2 separate regions of the Rattus norvegicus genome follow, and region 2 is linked to region 1. A link is a contact called in public Hi-C data. All regions are on one chromosome and are shown on one strand. The core of a region is the stretch at or near the end of the contact, and the rest is flanking DNA. Distances in the headings are between cores, read along the strand shown.

Region 1 (5,899 bases), core at 1,646-4,145:
AGAGTTGTCTATCTTTCCTCTCCTTCCCCTTTATTATCCTTCAATCCAATCCCAGTTTCCAGTTAATCCTTAGATTCTGATTTCCCATTCCTGTTGTGTCTTTCTATCCCCTCTCTTTCTCTTCTTCCCCCATGATCTCTTCTAACTTCTCTGTTTCTGCAGTAGCTCTAGGTTACATACTAACATCTAAATACTGAGAACTATAATTCACACATAGAGAACATGTGATAATTGTCTTCATGGTATGAGCTACCTCACTCAGTATATTTTCTTTTGTAATGTATTCTTCCCTTATACATTTCATCTCAACTGCAGCTTCTAGTTCCATGATTTCAGTTTTCTTCAGAGATGAATAATATTCCATGGTGCAGTTGTACCACTCTTTCCTTACCCGTTCATCAGTTGAGGGACATTTTGGTTGTTTCCACTCCCTAGCTATTGGGTCTAGAGCAACAAGGAACATAGCCAAACAGATATTTGTAGAGTAGGAAATTAAGTCCTTTGGGCACATGCCATTGAGTAGGATAAATGAGTCTTAGGGCAGATCTACTTTTAGCTTTATGAGAATTTGTCAAGCTGATCTTCATAATGTTTGCACCAGTTTGCAATCCCAGCAATTGTGAATGAGAGAAACCCAGACTAAGAAACACCAGAGATGACCAGAGGGTGAGAGGCAAGTGAAAGACCATAAGTCACAGAAGCCAATATACATTGGTACCTTCAGAACCCAATTCTCCCACCACAGCAAGCTTTAGATACCCAACACACATGAAAACCAGGATGTTAAAATCCTATCTCATGAAGACAATAGAGTCCTTTAAGAAGGATATAAATAACTCACTAAAAGAAATACAAGAACACAGGTAAACAGGTAGAAACCCTTAAAGAGGAAACAAGTCCCTTAAAGATTTCATTTTTAAATTTTATAATAATTTTAATTTTGTCATTTTTTCTTGACTCTTTGATTTTGAGTTATTTTATATTCTAGATATTAATCTTCTACCAAATATATAGCTGGCAGAGACTCTCTCCCTCAGAGAAATTCATCTTCATCCAACTGACAGTTTTCTTTGCTGTTCAGAAGCTTTTTGATTATCTGATGTCCCATTTTTCAATGGGTGATCTTAATTCCGGGATAAAGGATATTCTATTCAGAATTTTTCCACACCTATATTTTATAAGGTACTGTCTACATTTTCTTCTAGCATTTCAGGTTTCACACTGACCTAATTTCATTTTGAAGTTGATTTTGATAAAGTATGATAAAGGTTTGACTTAATTCCACTATAATTTGTTGAAGATGCTGTCTTTTCTCTAGTGTTTATTTGGCAACTTGTCAAATATCAAATAGCTTTTTAAATATGAATATACTTTTGGGTCTTCTTTTTCACTAATCTACAAATCCATATTTCTGTTTGTGTCATGTAAACACTTCATGCTTTTTATAATTTTGTCAATCAAAACATGACATAAATTCTTTTTATATTTTTCACCTATAGAATTTAACATGTTAGTCAGAATGCCTTAGTTTTAGTAATCATACTGCATTTTTTCATTTAAAAAATTTCATACAATATATTTTAGGTATGTTTCCCCACCTCCTTTCCCACCCAACTAACTCTCTCTCTCTCTCTCTCTCTCTCTCTCTCTCTCTCTCTCTGTCTCTCTCTGTCTCTCTCTCTGTCTCTCTCTGTCTCTCTCTGTCTCTCTCCGTCTCTCTCAAAAAACCACTAAAATGAAAACTAAAGCAAACAAGCAAAAAAAAAAAAACCTAACGTAACAGTAAAAGGCCAAAACAAATCATAATCATACTCTTAGCAAAGGCACAAGAATAAGGTAATATTAAATTGTTCCCTATATAATACAATCAAAGCTTGTGGTCCTAGATATGTATGTGGAGGGTTTAAATTTTATTTATGATATAATGAAACATATTCATTGCTGACTGATATACCACAAAGATGCCAAAGTCACGTACTAGAAAAGAGACAGGCACGTGTGCTGCCAGAATGGGATGTCCACTTGTAAAATAACTAAGTCCCACAGTCACCTTTCACTCTGCACAAGAGTAAAATGAAAATTCATGAAAAAACTGCAATAGTAAGCCCCAAACTCTGAAACTTCTAGAAAAGACATTAGGTTATACTCTACATTTATATGTAAAGGAAAGGACTCTATAAATATAATTTCATTTTTCATATATTAAGACAATAACAGACAAATGGCTCCTCCAAGAAATGAAAAGTTTCTGTACAGCAATGGAAATATACAATGGAGTGAAGAGGAACCTATACAAAATGCCCATATGTGCAATAGTGACTCCAACTGGGAATTACAGGGTCTTGTTTCCTGTGTTGCTTGTTTTTTGTTTGTTTTGGTTTTGTCTTGTTTTGTTTTGTTTTTAACCAGTCTTTCTAACTGTCCCGCATGCATGGATTTCCATGCATGAATCTAAAACTACTGCATAGACTTCTACAATTAAACAGAATGCTATTCCATTCTTCTTTCCCTGAAGTTGAATCTTCTGAAAAGCTCCATCTGGCAATACTGTAAAGCGCACATTCTCTTTCTATCCTTTACCACTCTTCCTTCTCCTTTCCCTCTTCCCAGTTTCTGTCTATAACTGGAATTGGATCTAAAGAAGGATCATGCTAAGAAACTTCTTTTACAGTTCCTATTTTCTCTTTTTTTAAGTTATTCAGCATTCATAAGGTCAGTTAAAAATCAAAACTTACCAAATCTCCTCCAAGTTTTAGAAGTGTATTTCCCAATATTATTTTCCAAGGCTCTTCAATATCATCTGGGAGAGGTATATAAATATAATAAGCTACAAGCACCACAGAGATGAGAAGAAAAATAGTTCTTCCCATGTTTCCTTCTGCTCTTTCTACTTTGGCACCCTAGCAAGCAAAACTGATTTTAAATCTTTGAATGTTGAAATTTAACCTGTCGTAAAGTGTTACCTAACTCGTTCAGTCCAAATTCCACTGCACAATCTCTTAATGCATAGGCAGTCCAAGTCCACAAAGAATTTCAAAACAGAATTTCTATCTCTAAGATACTTCTTATCTAGTAGCAACAGACTTGCTGAACTGTTTGCAACGAAAATGTATCCTTTACAAAGGCATTATTATTCAGACTCTCTTACTTGTATGTAATGGGTATTATGACGTATGTGAAAGACAGTGAATGTGTCAAGTAGAAACTAATAGAAGGTCAACAGCACTCTTAAAGCTATGTGAGATTTTGAGAAGAAGCCATTTTCCCTTTATTCCCTCTATGCCTTGCTCTCCTCCCTGCTGAGAAACTCCAGGATTTTTTAATGACTGTTCAAGGGCACTGCTTAGGAAGTAATCTGTTCTGTTTATATTATTTCCATTATTTTGAGAATATAGTATAATTATATCATGTTTCCTTTCTTGTCATGGGTCAGCTGATTCCAGTCGGTACAATCTCAACTTGAAAAACTTTTTCTCTTCATTTTATATTTGACTGCACTAATAATATGACAATTATCACCTTTTAGTCTGATGTTCTAATTTAAAACATTTCCTTGGCTGTTACGTTTATAGCTACTATCAGTGAATCTGCAGTAAATCACTTGTCTATACTAATCCCCATTTGTTTGGATAGTGAATGACTCAAGTGTTGAATGACTCAAGTATTAAATTCTGATTTATTGAGCTTCAAGTATATCCCACACCAAATTCAACCAATTACTTAACTTTCACAATAAGTATATTGCATTAAATAATCTTTATATCAATATCAGGGTGGAAAGATGAATATTACTAGACTACTTTTTAAAGAATAAACATAATTATATATTTCTAAAGCTAATATTTTATATTGGATCCTATGTTTCATGAAGGCTTTATCCTGGAGCTCTATGAAAGCAAACCAGAGTGGAAATCTTGGTCTACTTTTGTCTAATTACTGTACATGACTATCTGTGTTATGCACTGAGTGTTTTTCTTCACATGATATGACACAGTATTAAGTGAGCAGATGGTCTTGTGAAAGAGATCAGTGATGGCAAAGGGAAGAAAAAAAAGAAGCCATGAATTTGAAAGAGCAGAAAAGTGTCTGGAGGTAAAAAGAGGAAAGTAAGAAATGTTGTGTTGTAGCTGTATTATAACCAACCCCTAATTTAAAAGAATTATGCATCAGGAATTTCATATAATTATTTGTATGAGAGGATTGTTAGAAATGATTTGTTGATTTGGAAAAACTAGTAGTTGTTATTTTTTTTCAAACCACTAATGTTTGTTTTGTTTTGTCTTGTCATATCTGCCCACTTCTATTTTGATAATTGACTCAGATTTATTTTTCCTTTTATTCTTTTAATTCAAGATGGCTTTCTTCTTTCAGTAAACATGTTGGCAATGTTCAGGAAAGACTAAGTTATGGTAAAGTTGTGGCAATGTTGTTGTCTGTTGGAAATGTGTTTTTGGTCCCAGGATCTATCTCCAGTCTGCCCTTCTGGGCTGACCATATTGTTGAAAACATCAGAATTTTAGCTTTAGAACATAAAGTACTTAATATCAAATTGATCAGGAGATTTTCCTCCTACTGGCTACCTTTTTTGTCATGCTGAGTCAGCTGGAGGAGAAACATTATCAGTGGTTTTAAGCAGCACCGAGATGAATCTGCTTCAGTGCCAATCTCCCGAAAGAGATGTGTTTACTGGTGTAATATTGTCTTAAGTATTGTGGGTGACTAACCCATTTCTGGTTAGATTTGAGGTCTTCTCCATAGAAGTAGATTTCATCTGAAGTACTGCTAAACATATAGTCAAAAGCCTGGGGCTTGGGCTGTCAGAGGCCTAGGATAGAATGTGTTATTTTTCTGAATGGTTATTCTGTCAAATCAGTCCTACAATTTGGTTCTCAACCCTCCTAATTCTTCAACCCTTTAATATTGTCCCTCATGCTGTGGTGACCCCCACCTATAAAATTATTTTCATTGGTACTTCCTAACTGTAATTTTTTTTTTCTAGTATCCTGAATTATACTGTATTGTAGATATCTGTGTTTTCCTGGTCTTAGGTGATCCCAGTGAAAGCGTTATTTGACCTCCAAAGGGTAACTTATAGCCACAAGTTTAGAACTACTGCACTGCTGCTCTACAATTCTGTGATTATAACATATATATACATATATGTATGTATATATATGGAGAGAGAGAGAGAGAGAGAGAGAGAGAGAGAGAGAGAGAGAGAGAGCAGTCAATGGAGAAATCCATAGCTGGTTAGAGTAATGAGAATAAGACACTTGGCTCGAAGCCTTAAACAGGACATGTATGTTACCCATGCCATACAAAGATTATGAAAGCACCATGACTGAAGAGTTTAATACCTGGAAAATGTGGAGGGGAGCTTTGAAATGTTGTGAAATGACATGACTATCTCAAGCATGATCTCAGAGCAGTCGTGGTTACTTAAACCAGACTTAACAAAATGTCAAGCCAGGCATAGTCTAAGGATAAGTGACTTAGACTCTTGCCAGGCCTCTCCATTACTGAGGAGCTATAGCAGTCGATCATTGCTGGAATATGGAGAATCATACTTTATTGAATATATGGCCTCTAGTATAGTAAGTTTCTTATGCTCAACTGGGTAAATCCATATCTATCTACTTCCTGGCAACTCTAACTGGACTAAGTGGAATGTCACACACGGACACACACACACACACACACACACACACACACAGAGAGAGAGAGAGAGAGAGAGAAAGAGAGAGAGACAGAGACAGAGAGACAGAGAGAGAGACAGACAGAGAGAAACAGAGAGAGACAGACACAGACAGACAGAGAGAGACAGACAGAGAGAGACAGACACAGAGAGACAGTCACAAAGAGACAGAGACAGACAGAGAGATGGAGAATCAGAAAGAGA
Region 2 (5,854 bases), core at 2,686-5,185, 520 kb before region 1:
TGGCAACAAATGTTGTTATTTCAATACAAAATAGATAAACAGCTGAATTAATATTACTATATGTGTTTTAAGGATCTATGTCAAAAGAAAGGGTTTCCTTCACTTGGTACCCCTTCCCTTGTGAGTGGTGACCTAAATCAATGTTGGGCTTTGACTTCGCAGCAAGACTGCACATGCACATAGAAAGACTGCTCTTACGTTGGCTTGCATCTCTTTACTCACACAAATCCTTGGATGACTAAGTCTGAACAAGCCGGTGCTTCCAAGGAAGCAATGACCAGACCTTTTTGTCAACAATAAAGCATAGTCTTGGATATGTTTCTGGTAATTTAAGAAGACATTAACCCTCAATCTCCACTGTGATGCTCTCTTGTGGGGACATGTAGAGAAGCATGAAATGGCTTTCTCCAACAAAGAGAAACTAAGTTCTTTGTATCTCCAATATCTGTTCAATATTGCTCTTCTTACAGCCAACCAATGGGGCATTTTAACTTCAGTTTCCAGCTCTCACTAACTCAAAATAAAGTACCGCATTGCTCAAAAGATAAAAGGGTAAAATAAATATGTTCGTTTCTTTAATTTTATAATTATTTGTGAGAAAGGCAAGTCTAGAAACTTGACTAAACATCTGCATTGACAATCGTGGGAATGGACAATACGTTTGCTTCTTATTAACAGTAGATAAGCAGTGGGAAGTATCTACAGGAACATTACATATGAAGACTTTCCAGCACTATCGTGTCATGATTAAAGAAATTTTGTATTATACACTATATCTATAAATGTAAAAAATGTCTTGTTCCCCCTTCTTCATCAGAGACTGACCAAAGGTAATATTTCTAACAACTTCCATAAGCAACACAAACTGTTATAACAGCACAACGGAATGTGGAAAACCAATGTTAACCTAAACAAATGTACCATAAGGGTCTTCCTCCAATCCCTTCTGAGTGTGCAGCAGGCTCCTCAGGAAGCAGCTTGCTTGCATTTCCAGTTACACTAGCACAGTAGGGAGAATGTGTTCACAGAAGAGGCTTCCTGTGCACATCTGTCTCGGTAGAAATAAAAGCACCCTCCCCTCGCTCTGCCCCTTCACGGATTCAGTTACTAATAAAATAATTGATATGAGGAAGTATTGGAAGAGGGACCTTTAAGGCGGGAAACAGTCAGGCGGCAGAACATGAGCATTTCTACTGCTTCCATTCTTGTTGTGATAACAAGATTTTATGCTGCTGTCAAGGTAGAAATAAAGCCATGTTCTCAGGAGATAAATATCAAAGAATTTATCAGAACTCGGTACTTTCTAAAAGAAGTACATATTAACCAAATTAGCAGGGCAGCTTGAAATCCGATCCCTTTGCTAAAGAGAACTACTCTCCCCTAATTATTTTAATTGCACATAAGGTTCTGTGCATTCTGGAGAAGCTGTAACACATGAAGAAACATGAAGAGCAGACTACACCCTGTTAATGAGACAGTGATTAAAGCTCCATGAAATTTCTACCAGCATCATATGCTCTTAAAAACCAATGACCACCTTCCTGTGGCAAATCAGAACACAACCATAGTTAACGATAAACTTAACTGCCAATGGCTTATTAGTTCCAACACTTACTCTTCTGGGATATGGCTGCATCGGAACAATCTTGGGCTACATTAAGGCATTACTATCAAAAGTATGTATTCCTGGGACATATATGTGTGCTGAGGCTGAAGACTAGAACCCTATGGGTACACCATCTTAGGGCTAGTCTTTCTCACTTAAAATTTCTGCAACTGTAATTATCCAAAATCTGAAAGGCTACTTTCAACAGTCACTGTTACTGTGTTGCTACTTGGTAGTTTCCTCAAAACTTAGAACATATAGTGGGGTAGTGGTGTTAAAGACTGTGTCATGGTCTTTGGCTACATTCTGCCATCTGCTCCAGAAAGCTAGTGCATTTTAAACTGTAACTATCCAAACGTTAACCTTCACGGTACTAAAATACACTGGATGCTATATAATACAGTTCATTATGCCTCCAGTTACTTTTTAGTCTTTTCCAACAATCCCCTCCAAGGAAGTGGGCAAGAAGAAAACTTAACCTGATTTTTAAAGGCCTATCTAAATGACAACATGGGACAGATTAAAACAATAGTCTGATAGCAATGCCAGAACTTGTCCTATTTTCCTACCATGTGATTGTCTCATAAATAATTAAAGGAATACATATAAGAGAAATGCTTAGGTTCTTTTTAAAGAATCCTTTGATCTTCTTATAATAAATTTTTTACTTCTATTAATCAAAATAAAATACACCATGTTCTATAATGTCAAATAATACTTGATACTGGTATTTTTATTTTCAAAATGTGCCGCTTGTTTTCCATGCATATAAAAGATAGCTAAATTCATTATCTTCCTTACTTGTGAACAAGCAGCTGACATGTGCATAGCTAAGTGACTGATTCACTGAACTCTCCTTAGGTAACCAAATGGAAGAACATGAACTCGAAATCAGGTCGTGTGTTTTCCAGTACAAGACTTTATTAAAAACACACTGCCAATTTCATATTAAACTCAGAAATGACAGTGATAGCAAGGCAAAAGAGCAAGAAGAGAGTGGTGATTGCCGTAGGTAACTTGAAGAGCCCACCACTACAGCAAGAGGGAGAGAGGGAGCCAGGGAAGGAGGGAAGGAGGGAGCCAAGGAGGGAGGGAGTCAGAAAGGGAAGGAGGAAGGGAGAGAGGAAGGGAGGGAACTCTTTTGCACAGTTGAGATGCTCACCTTCTCTAGCCATACAGCAGAAACCAGATGCCCATCAGGTACACAGAATAAGAATATTCCCACAGCACCACATTCATTCATTCTTCCTCTACTGTAGCATTTACTCCGTTTTGAGCAGAACAGAGTTCTAGGTACCCAGCAGGTGACTGACAGGGGACCACTGAAATGAACTCTTTGAGTATAACATTGTTACTCAACACTCAACACCTGGAGCCTGACCGCCCATCCTGCTCTCATCAGAGAAATTTAACACTGTGAGCAGAGAAAGTGTGCAGGGACAATGCAAAACGTTGTTTGGAACACAGGGAAGTCAGGAGATACAGGAGTGCTGATCTGAGTGAGCCACAAAACACAGTTTACAGAGCAGTCAAGAAGATGGGACAGTTTAAATCAGCCATTTCACATTAATTTTAACAGCTGATAAAGCCATAGGAAAGTAGTCTAGGGAGGAAGCGGTAAGTGTTTGAAAGGCATACTTAATGTTTTCTAAATCCACACCACACTAATTCCCTGTTGACAAAAAGAAATGATAAACAGCAAATTGGTCTATAACGTGAAAACAGAAAGTCAAAACAAACACAAAAATTAAAAACTCTGGTTCTCAAGTCCCAAATATCTCCTTGCAAAAAGCCCGCAGGAGCTCAAGAGATATTCCTCTAACTTTGCCACATGGTCGGACTTCTTTCTCTTACTAGAAGAGAGGTTTCTTTTTTTTCCCTTAAAAAAATAAATAAAACAAAAAATCCAAAAAAAAAACCCAAAACAACAAAAAAGCACATTCAACTCCCAGTGACCATGTTGAATGAATAAACAAAAAACTGAGAATAGAATTGTCATGTGCACTGCTTTGTCTTCCATTGCCCTAGAGACGCACAGGGACAACAGATCTGGCCCTGAAGGGATCTGCTGCTCAGTCAAGGACACAAACTAAGGTCTAAATTATAAAAGGTTAGAAGTACACAGCCGGCTAAGGAGTTAAAGAGGTCAGAGGTGGCTTTGAAATGGACAAGGGATCTAGGGTTGATGTGAAAGAATGGTTTTGGTTGGGGGCGGGGGAGGGCTGTTGTTTTGCTTTTGAGAGTCAGTGCCAGGGGCTGAACCCACATCCTGCACGTGCTAGTCAGGTGCTCTGTCACTGGGCGGCAGCACTAGTACAGGAACAAGGACTGTTTCATCTGGCAAGGAAAAGACAACAAGACAAAGAGTAGCCAACAAAGTCGGGCCTGGGCGGCCATGGCCATGGAGTCCACCGACCGGCCTCTATGAAGTCACTACATGCAGTGGGCTTGGCTACAGCTCTCTGGACTGAGATCAAGTCTGGAAGGGTCTGAGCTGAAGAAGTCAGTGTGTGCTTCCTGACTGCAGAGAAGTTATCCTTTCCAACATCTAACCCAAGGGCAGAGAGAGCTATCTCACTGAGTATCTAAGGGTTAAAATCAAAACCCAAGGCAGGGTAGGGGGAAAACAATCTTATAAATAAGTGGAATTCTTGTCTGAACTTCCTAAGAATCTTGCCTTAGTTGCAGTAGAGTGGAGATAAACTTAATGCTCGATTTCATTTCAATGGCACTATTCATAGCTTCCCTTCTAACCAGTTGTTCGTTTACAATTGTGTTTGATGCACACTTTCCTGTAGTAAGTTTTGGTTTTGATGAAGTACATCATATATAAATAACACTAAAGCAACCTTTGTCCTGTTTATAAAACTGGAGATGCATAGCAAACTTTGAAAAGATAAGAGTATTTAGAAGTTAAGTAAATCTCATTACTCTATAAATATTTCAATGAGAGTCATAACCAATTAGTACACAATACCCAGTTACTGAAATTGGCAATTGCTCTGTAGGCTACAGTCCCTGGGTTCAGTAACCTGTTTTCACCCAGCTGTCTAGTTTGACCTTCCTTGTGAATCAGCACTGCTACTCTGATGCCAAAATGACCTTCTGAAACTTCCAAGGCTTCCAAGGCTGCAGATATTTTCAGCTGTATCAGCCTGGCTGTCATAAAGTTCTGCATGACACTGAGTGGCAAAGCTGGCACCTTCTGCACCCTCCTGACCTTTTAAACTCATGAGATGTTGCTGCCACTCAAAGCTGGATTTTCTCTTTCTGCGTAGTTTTATGAAGCCGTTCCTCTTGGATAATTGTGGGGTACCGATTCTAAGCACAAATCTCATTTCTCTTTACATGAAAAGAAATATATTCTTTTAGGCACACATAGTAAATCTTTTATCAGCACACAATTTAAATAAACTTTAATTTCCACCTGTAAATTATAATTTTGAAATTGCTGGGACATTAGAAACATTTAATGTACCTACTAAGTGTCAGTATTTCTATAATGGTCACTTTCAAATTTTAAAAATGTCTGTATTTTACAATATACTTACTATCCACATGGACTAAAATGCATTCAAGGTCCAGGACAATATCAAGAATATGGGGGGGGGGCAATGTCAGTAAATACAGCAACAGCTGCATACTTAATTTATTTCACTTCCCTCTGATACTTTAAACAGGAACACCGCTGTTTAATTCCCTTGCTAAACACTGCATCAGTGTGGAATTTCCAAACCTAAGCATCTTTTCCAATGTAGATACAGCTATGCAGTCATCTTTGAAATTGTTGATACATGAAGGGAAATCTTTGAGTTCATTAATATCAATAATGAAAATATGAGTAAACTGGTTAAAATTAAATGTAAGTGGAAGAAAATGCAAGTGAATTTAAGTCATTAAGGCATCTTAATAAGGCTCTGAGTAACAGGAGAGATCAACTATGATGTCAATCCTTCACAATCAGAGCATAGTTATGTAGTTACACATACATGCACATATTAGAATATTTCTATTTCCTTCTATATAGAGAAGAAATAGTCATATTGTCATAAACTTTCATTAGTAATACAAACTTAAAAAATGGCTTAACATTTCAATACAAGACTATAAACTAACCCATTTGTGGGAAAACCAATCCCTTTGACACATTCATCCTGTACCATTTTATCTTTAGTTCCTGTGATACTTTGTCATCATTTGTAGACTACACATGGACATGTGGGTGTAACACAAAACTGAGTACACACC

What was found. Hi-C and Micro-C count contacts between places; a contact is called where the count stands out from the background.
Region 2: a contact with region 1 is called in a Hi-C map of liver, with 6 times the contacts expected there. The contact joins the enhancer-like site here to the promoter of Aadac in region 1.

Annotation. Positions count from the first base shown.
Region 1 is chr2:146,310,275-146,316,173 of GRCr8, reverse strand. It overlaps Aadac (arylacetamide deacetylase), which reads right to left and starts at 2,895. Exons shown (of 5, transcript NM_020538.1): 1 at 2,736-2,895. The coding sequence starts at 2,870.
Region 2 is chr2:146,832,507-146,838,360 of GRCr8, reverse strand. All of the region lies in intron 1 of Mbnl1 (muscleblind-like splicing regulator 1), which reads right to left. Among named protein-coding and RNA genes, the nearest start is that of Mbnl1, 15 kb to the right of the region's middle. Within about 2 kb of position 3,935, at least 36 of the 93 cell types and tissues checked have an H3K27ac peak or open chromatin away from gene starts, as enhancers often do. A contact at or near this core is called in liver, where this site is marked.